Regions from separate parts of the Sus scrofa genome. Here region 2 is linked to region 1. Evidence: chromatin contacts called from public HiChIP or PLAC-seq data. All regions are on one chromosome and are shown on one strand. Each heading gives the region's core, a stretch centred on a gene start, on an enhancer-like site or on the middle of the called end of the contact. The rest is flanking DNA. Distances are from core to core; before and after follow the strand shown. Region 1 overlaps RASAL2 (ras GTPase-activating protein nGAP). Region 2 overlaps RASAL2 (ras GTPase-activating protein nGAP).

Region 1 (4,780 bases), core at 2,246-4,745:
ATGTGTATTCTTTTTCATATTCTTGTCCCTTAGACATTATTATAAGATGGTTAGTAGAGCTCCCTGTGCTATACACTAGGTCCTTGTTGGTTATCTGTTATATGATATGTGTAACTGTGTATGCGTTAATCCCAAACTCCTCATTTATCCCTCCACTGTCCCTTCCCCTTTGGTAACCATAAATTTGTTTTCTATTTCTGTGAGTCTGTTTCTGTTTTGTAAATAAGTTCATGTGTATCTTTTTTTTTCTTTCTTTAAGATTACACCTATAAGTGATAACATGATATTTGCCTTTCTTTGTCTGGCTTTTACTTCACTTGATAATGAAGTGATATGATATGATAATCTCTAGGTCCATCCATGTTGCCGCAAATGGCATTCTTTCTTTTCTTTTCCTTTTTTTTTTTTTTTGGCCACCCCTTGGATTATGGAGCTCCCGGGCCAGGGATCAGATCCAAGCCACAGCCGTGAACTAAGCCACAGCTGCGGCAATGTAGGATCCTTAACCACTATGCTGGGCTGGGGATCAAGTCCATGTCCCAGCACTCCCAAGACGCTGCAGATCCTGTTGTGCCACAGTGGGAGCTCCGTCATTTCATTCTTTTTTATGGCTGAGTAATATCCCATTGAATATATATACACACCACGTCTTCTTTATCCAGTCATCTGTTGACAGACATTTAGGTTGTTTTCATGTCTTGGCTATTGTAACTAGTGCTGCAGTGGACATTGGGATACACTGCATGTATCTTTTTGAGTTACATTTTTTCTCCAAGTAAATGCCAGAAGTGGGATTACTGGATTGTATGTAACTCTATTTTAAGTTTGTTAAGGAACCTCCGTACTGTTTTCCATAGTTGCTACAGCAATTTACATTCTCACCAACAGTATAGAAGTGTTCCTTTTCCCCTACATCCTCTCCAGCATTTATTATTTGTAGACTTTTTGATGATGGCTGTTCTGATTTTTGTGAGGTTGTACCTCACTGTAGTTTTGAATTGCATTTCTCTAATTTATGATGTTGAGCACCTTTTCTGTATGTTTTCTTTGGAGAAATGTCTATTTAGGTCTTTTTTTTTTTTTGCTTTTTAGGGCTGCACATGCAGATATGGAGTGCCCAGGTTAGAGGTTGAATCGGAGCTACAGCTGCAGGCGCATGCCACAGCTATAGCAATTTGGGATCTGAGCAGTGCCTGTGACCTATGTATGCTGCAGCTCTTGGCAGCATTGGATCCTTAACCCACTGAGCAAGGCCAGGAATTCAGCCTTTATCCTCATGGATCCTAGTTGGGTTCTTACTGCTGAGCCACAATGGGAACTCCTGTGTTGTTTGCTTTTTAGATGTTGAGCTATATGAGCTGTTTGTATATTTTGGAAATTAATCCCTTATTGGTTGCATTGTTTTCAAATATTTTCTCCCAGTCTGTAGGTTGTCTTTTCGTTTTGATTATGGTTTCCTTTGCTGTACAAAAGCTCTTAAGTTTAATTAAGTCCCATTTGTTTATTTTTGTTTTTATTTCAGTCTTTAATTGTATGTACATTCCCAATATTGTGCCACCATCACCACCATTCATCTGCATAACTTTTTCATTTTCACAAACTGAAACTCTTTGTACCCATGTTAAATAAGTTTCCCATTCTTCCTTCCCTCAGTCCTGGCAGCCATCATAATTCTGCTTTTGTCTTTATGAATTTGATTATTCTAGGTACCTCTTATACGTGGAATTATGTAAAATTTGTCCTTTTGTGGTTGATATATTTCATTTAGCATAATGTCTTCAAATTTCATCCATATTGTAGCATGTGCCACAGTGTCCTTCCTTTTTAAACTGAAGAGTGTTCCAGTGTATTATATACCACATTGTATTTATCCATTCATCTGTCAGTGGACACTTGGGATGCTTCCACCCTTTGGTGATTGTGAATTTGCTGCTATCAACATTGGCATATATATGTCTGTTTAATTCCCTGCATTCAATTCATTTGGGTATCTACCCAGAAGTTGGATTGTATCAAATATTTTAATTCCGTGTTTGATTTTTAGCATACACATCTGGATCCTCTTATTGGTATCATCTTACTAGTTCCAAAAAGATTTGATTCTAGTTCTGGTTCTGTTAACAAACAAATGATTTTTTCTCATGTCTCTCCGATCCCTAGCGCAAAGTTTTGCTATAAGTCATCTTGTGCAAGCTTCCTATGAATTTGGGTTTTTAGACACTACATTGTCTTGTGAGTTGGCGCCACAATGATGGCTTAGGTGAAGTTTAGTCCCCTACTATCGCAAAAAAAAAAAAAAAGTAAAATATTTAAAATTTTCTGTCATAGTTGCTTGCTGTTAAAAACTATGTAAAGTAGTCTAGCATTAGATTGAAAAGTAGGGTGCTTGCTAATATGCTGCATTTTAGACTACCTGAGCAAAATAGTTTAAACAATTAATGGTGTTCTTGAAATGTAGAGACTTCATTGTTCATAAACTATATGGCGGTGATAAGAGAAATTGTATTGCTGTTACAGTTGTACACTTCTTTTAGCTACTTGGCAGTTATTTAAACATCTACTAAGGGAGCAAAGCTTGGTGTTTGGTGTTGTAGATAATTATAACAATAAAAATTTTGGTGCTTATTATGTGCTAGACACTTTTTTAGGTACTCAGAATTTATTACATAGGTATTACTTATGTAATTTTCACAACAACCATGTGCTATTATCCTTATTTTGCAGATAAGAAAACTGAGGCTTGGGGAAGGTAAATAGCTTGGTCAAGGTCACAGCGATGATGACTGGAGCTTAGATTTGAGCCTGGGTGGAATGGTTCCAGAGCCCATGCTCTTCTATGCCAGAAAGTAGTGGACATGGTTTCTGCCCTCAAATAACCTATTACCTTGTCGAGATGACATGTATCAAACACATGCAGAGATATAGGACATATATTTTTGAAGGCTGTAGACTGCAAATAAAGGCAGTAAGTAGATGAGTCCAGTTAGTTGACTAGACCCCATAGCAAGGCAGAATCAGAATTCTAGACTTAGGCAGTATTGTTGCATCATATTATGGACAGCTGGGATGGGCTAGTCACTGTGCATATGCATTCTGTGTGAACAAGATGGGAAGAAACACCATTCTTTTAGGCAGTACTTTTTGGCTTGTTCATTAAAAAAAATTTTTTTTTTAACCACGTACTTGTAGTCATATTGAATAGTTTATTAACATTCTCTTACTTATTTTTGAAGTCTGTTTAAATGAAAATGTGAGAAAGCTTCAAGAATAAATATATTTTATAACCTAGCTGCCTTTTCAAGGGATTTGTACATGCACTATCCTTTGAAAGTTGTTTTTCTTCATAATCTGGGAGAAGATGGGGCAGTTGGATTCATTCAGTCCCCATAACTGACTTTTGTTAACTTTGTTTTAATACTTCAGGTCTATGCGCAGAAACAGGGTGTGTCATGCATTACACAGCATGCTGTCATGTGCTGTCTGCTTCCTCCTGACTCTGAGTAAAACTGACTCAGTGGTGTGATTGAGCCCTGGCCTTCAGTGCAAGGGAAGCAGACATCCACTTAGAGTAGCTAGAAGATTAAGACTGGTTTTCATTCTTTGGTCCTTCGTCATAAAGCTTCTTTTGACTTCAGTCCCATTGTGACCCAAAGATTTAGGTTGATTCTACTCTTCTTTTGTTGATTTTATTATTTCCAAAATGTGTTGCAGATAGGAGGATACAGGGGTTTGAAGATAAAGACTTAACAAAGGTTAATCATGTTTTTTAAAATAACTCTCCTTCTAATAGTCATCTAATATTGATAGTATATCTAAATATGTTTAAGTTCAGCATTTTCACTTGACTTTGAATTATTCCCGAGTTCTAGTAAGATACACAGCCTCTCCAAAATTAGGCAGCATGAAAAAAGTACTTTCTCTTCTGAAATAGAAGCATTTAAAGGCACAAGGAAGTTTGAGTCCCTTTTTTCCTGTTGGGAAAAACAAAAACAGCATTAACTTTTTCTATTCCCAAATAGTAAGTAAAAATGATTCCTTTGTGTCATTGATCATGCTTTCTCTGATTTTTATTTTTTATTTTTAAATTTTTTCCTATTTTTTAAAAATTTATTTTTCATTATAGTTGATTTACAGTGTTCCGTCAATTTTTGCTGTACAGCAAAGTGACCCCAATTATATATGTATATATAATATGTTCTTTTTCTCACATTATCATCCATTATGTTGCCTCACAAGTGACTAGATATAGTTCCCTGTGTTGTACAGCAGAATCTCATTGTTTATCCACTCCAAATGCAATAGTTTGTGTCTACTAACCCCAAACTCCCAGTCCCTCCCACTCACTCCCCCGCCCCCTTGGCAACCGCAAGTCTGTTCTTCATGTCCATGAGTTTGTTTCTTTTCTGTAGATAGGTTCATTCGTACCATGTATTAGATTCTGGATATAAGTGATATCATATGGTATTTGTCTTTCTTTTTCTGACTGACTTCACTTTGTATGAGAGTCTCTAGTTCCATCCATCTTGCTGCAAATGGCTTAGTTTGTCCCTTTATATGGCTGAGTAGTATTCCATTGTGTATATGTACCACATCTTCTTAATCCATTCATCCGTTGGTGGACATTTAGGTTGTTTTCATATCTTGGCTATAGTGAATAGTGCTGCAGTGAGCATAGGGGTGCATGTATCTTTTTCAGTGAAAGTTTTTTTCTGGATGTATGCCCAGGAGTAGAATTTCTCTGATTTTTAAAATTTCGAGGATAAGTTCTTTGGAAAGAACA
Region 2 (4,430 bases), core at 1,811-4,310, 150 kb after region 1:
ACTCTTGCCATATTTTCTTAGAATTCTTCATTGCCTTCCTCTTCCTCTTCTCTAAGCAGTGGTTTTTAAAGCATGGTCTGAGACACTAGACCCCAAGGATCTCCCTCATTGGCTAGGTTAAAACTATTTTCATAGTAAAACTTGCCTTTTTTCCCCCTCCCTGTGTTGACATTTGCACCGATGATTCAAAAGCAATTATGAGTAAAACTAGCGGTGCAGTGAAGGGAGTCAAGGCAGTGGCAACAAACGATACCAGTAGTCATTGCAGTACCATCTAACACGTGCAGTAGGAAAAAAAAAAAGGGCAGTTTTACTTAAGAATATCCTTGGAATTGCCTTCATGGCTCAGTGGTTACTGAATCCCACTAGAATCCATGAGGATACGGGTTCGATCCCTGGCCTTGCTCAATGCGGTAAGGATCCGGCATTGCCCTGAGCTGTGGTGTAGGTCGCAGATGCGGCTTGTATCTGGCATTGCTGTGGCTGTGGTGTAGCCCCGCAGCTACAGCTCCAATTAGACCCCTAGCCTGGGGAACCTCCGTATGCCGCAGGTGGAGCCCTAGAAGGACGGAAAAACAAAACAAAATAAAATATCCTTGAAAACTCATTTAAAAACTTCAGTTTTATTAAATCTCAACCTTAGAGTTGACATGTTTTTAATGTCTTGTGTGATGACAGGGGGAAGTACATTTAAGCTGAATACAGACGTATGATGCTTGTCACCAGAGAAAGCATTTGTGCAGATTAAGCTGTGAGGTGAACTTATTAGCATTTGTATTTCATGAAACACCATTTTTACTCAAATGATCAATTGTAAGACAAATATGGTTATTCAGTCTTGGTTATCTGTCAGACATTTTCTGGAAAAAAGGACATAAACCTCTCTCTTAAGGGGGAAAAAACCCAACATTATTTATTGACAATGGTAAGATTTAAGAATTAAAACAAAGATCAGTATTTTGGAAAACTTGAACCTGCCACCTGGAGCTTGATGGCTTTCTAGCACTTAAAGACTTTCCTGATGAGACAAAGACTTTTCTGAAGATTAATGAAAATGATTTTTTGGTACTATGTAGTGAAAATTGTCAACATTTGGAAGATCTGCAAAACGAAGTGAACCTTTTTTTCCTAAATGGTTAATGCATAGCGTCCCAAATTTATGCATGTGGTTGAAAAGATCTATCCCGAAAGGCAAGGTAGACCAATGATTTTTTAATGTAACATGGTATGAAAAGTTAACTGAAATGGTATCAAATTCCACATTTTCCCCACTTTTAAGAAGCAGTTGCTTGTCAGTTTTTGGTGTAGTATTGGAAAAGATGGACCACAATTACCTGGAAATGCTATTAAAATACTCTTCCCTTTTCCAGCTATATATGTGTGTGAGTACATGTTTTTTGCTTTATACTTCAACCAAAACAACATAAAGCAAGTGACTGAATGTTGAAATAGATACAGGAATTCAGCTGGCTTGGAGTTCCTGTCCTGGCTCAGCAGAAATGAATCTGACTAGTATCCTTGAGGAGATGCAAGTTTGATCCCTGGCCTTGATGAGTGGGTTAAGCATCTGGCATTGCTGTTAGCTGTGGTGTAGGTCGCAGATGCAGCTTGGATCCCATGTTGATGTGATTGTGGTGTAGACTGGTGGCTCCGATTGTACCCCCAGCGGCCCTAAAAAAGCAAAAAAAAAAAAAAGGAATTCAACCGTCTTCTCTTCTGGCCAGATTTTGGAGAGATTTTGCAAAACCTCAAACAGTATCACTTCTCTCACTAATTTTTTGTTTTGGAAAATAGTTACATTTCATCGAAAATGTGTTATTTATATTAACATGCAATAGGCTTATTATTGTTATTAAATGAATAAATATATTTAAAATGTCTCAGTTTTAATTTCTAGTGTAAATATTGATAAATATAATCTACATAAACAAAAGCTCTTTGAAGTTGTCAATTTTAAAAGTCTAAAGGGATCATGAGATCAAAAAATTTAGAAAATTACAGACTACATGATAATATCTAATCTCAAAGAAGCACTTTCCAGTGGGCTTCATTGAGCAACCTCTGATTCTTTTTAATGTTTCTGAAATCATTCAGTTTTTGTAATAAGTCCAGTACTCAGTACCCTTAGTATCCTTATGGAAATGAGACAATGCCAATCTAAATTTTCATTCCAGTTTTTCTATAAAGATGCTTATTTGTAATTCTGAGGTAGTTATCCTTTCCTCTAGTGAATTTTAGGTACTAAATGTAATTGGAAGTAGAAATAAAATCTGTGTCACTAGAGGAGGGGGGGAGGGAGGATTGGTAGAACTGGTAAAGTGAAGTAAGGCAGTAATCTGAGTTTGTCTTGTTAATACAGTCCCAATAAACAGGCTTTACAAGTTACTATTAAACCTTCATTTAGCCACAGAAGTTAGGACATGATAGAATGAATACATTAAATTTATAGGTTTATCTTATATTGTTACTTAAAATGCCCATTAAACCTTAATCTAGAAATGCTGAAAAGAACCATCCCACCCTTATTCTAACTTTTCTTGTTTCTTCCTTTTATAAATTCTTATGAAATGATCAAAAAGTGGACAATAGATAGAGAAATTGTGAAACTATAAAATTTATAACATGGCATATCAACCTCATAATTCAGACAGACTGAAAAATTTTAAACATCAAAATATTGCTGCCTATTTCATTCTACCTCTAGCACTGACGAGGAGTAATCCAGGGTCCGGAATGCTTTTTGTTTCATAAAACCATGAAGAAGCTAGCAACAAAGCTCTGGCTGAACAGGAAGGGAGAACAGTAAGGGCAACTGTAAGAAAATTACTTGGGATAACACAGGGAAGATCATTTAGATTTTCTTAAATTCAGTGCTGATGCTGATTTATATTTGTCAGGAAATCTGGGTTTTGCTATAATACCATCTCCTATATTCTAATTCTTATGGACAGAATCTATCAATGTCTTCTTGTTCAGTGTGGATCATAAGATTACTATTCAAATTAAGTTACAATGGAGCAGTTTAGGTCACTCATGACCAACTTACATAAGAAGGTTAGTCATTTGAATGAAAACTCGTCTAGGCCACAAAACCACCACATTTCCACATAAAGTAGGTGCATCCCTCTGCTGAAGTGGTCTTGGTATTTGACTCTAAAAATAGGCCTGCATTGTGGTAAAAATCTAACCCATTTGTTTGTCCAAATCATGTGAAGAAAATCAGCTTTGACATGGTTTTTAAGTTTAGACAAGAATCTCTTATCTGTGTAATAAAGGATAAAGAGTCAGTCCCTTTAAAGCTTTCTTTGACAATTTTAGGAAATTTGAAGTACAAAGAAGACTTTAACGTAACTGATTGAAATAAAAGTTGAGGGTAGGAAAGAGAGAGTTGGGGTGGAATGGAGAAGCTATTGATGCAGCATGTACTGGTGTACGAGGTTCAGAGGAGACAGATGCAGAAAAGTAGGGGAAAAATGAAAAACAGTGAACTTCTAAGAATTAGTAACATGTCCAACCAAGCCCTAGCAACATTATTGGTTCTTGGATTTTGAGTTATTTTGGAGGGTAACTGATAAGCTCCACAAGCATGCAAAGCTATAGACTTGGAGAGAGCAAAGGAAGTTAAGCCAGAAGGAGCACTGAAGATAATATTGGACACATAAGGAGATGTAAGAAGAGAGACGTACACTTAATGCTCTAATTGCTGGCTTGTTTACTTTCTACACATCTGCAGCTATAGTTATGTATAATTGAGTAATTATAGCATAAACCATCCAGGAAGTCATTCAGGTTTCCTTGAAGTCAGTCAATACCAGGGATATTTATCATCCTGTGATAAAAGACTTTTAAGTCTATAGAAAGTCTGTAAAAGAAGTCTATAGAAAGGAAGAGTAATGAAGGCTCTCGCTAAATAGATAAAATGTACTTTTTTACCATTTACAGCTTTCCGTATTCATGGGTGTTGTTTTCTGATTTCTTCAGTTTGAGGTGCTCCTGCAGAATATTCCTGAAAGGAGTTAGTCCTTCATGGCTAAATAACTTTTAATACATATTGAAGTGTCATAAAAGCCTTATTCAGTGGATCTAATGTGTACTTAGGCTTGAAATATGTTCCAAGCTTTACAATAGCACAAATGAGTGAACAGTTCATGTAAAAATTTTTTAATTTTTTTTTTTTTTTGGATCTGACCCCAAAGTGAAGGCAACAAAGGCAAAAGTAAACAAGTAGAGCTGTGTCAAACTAAAAAGCTTCTGTACAGCAAAGAAAACCATCAACGAAATGAAATGGCAACCTACTACATGGGAGAAAACATTTGTAAGTCATGTATCTGATAAGGAGTTAATATCCGAAATACATAGAGGACTCATATAACTCAGAAAAAAAGAAGAAAAAACCCAAGCAGTCCTAATTTAAAAATGAGCAGAATATC

What was found. HiChIP or PLAC-seq counts read pairs in DNA pulled down with a chosen protein or histone mark.
Region 2: an H3K27ac HiChIP or PLAC-seq map of alveolar macrophages shows a contact between it and region 1. The contact joins two enhancer-like sites. A contact is called at or near these places in 2 of 47 Hi-C or Micro-C datasets (embryonic fibroblasts and epiblast stem cells) and 1 of 2 datasets of contacts at active chromatin or transcription factors (alveolar macrophages).

Annotation. Positions count from the first base shown.
Region 1 is chr9:119,976,601-119,981,380 of Sscrofa11.1, forward strand. All of the region lies in intron 1 of RASAL2 (ras GTPase-activating protein nGAP), which reads left to right. Among named protein-coding and RNA genes, the nearest start is that of RASAL2, 38 kb to the left of the region's middle. Within about 2 kb of position 3,496, at least 14 of the 83 cell types and tissues checked have an H3K27ac peak or open chromatin away from gene starts, as enhancers often do. A contact at or near this core is called in alveolar macrophages, where this site is marked.
Region 2 is chr9:120,125,466-120,129,895 of Sscrofa11.1, forward strand. The region is part of intron 1 of RASAL2 (ras GTPase-activating protein nGAP); the gene reads left to right. Among named protein-coding and RNA genes, the nearest start is that of RASAL2, 190 kb to the left of the region's middle. Within about 2 kb of position 3,061, at least 3 of the 83 cell types and tissues checked have an H3K27ac peak or open chromatin away from gene starts, as enhancers often do. A contact at or near this core is called in alveolar macrophages, where this site is marked.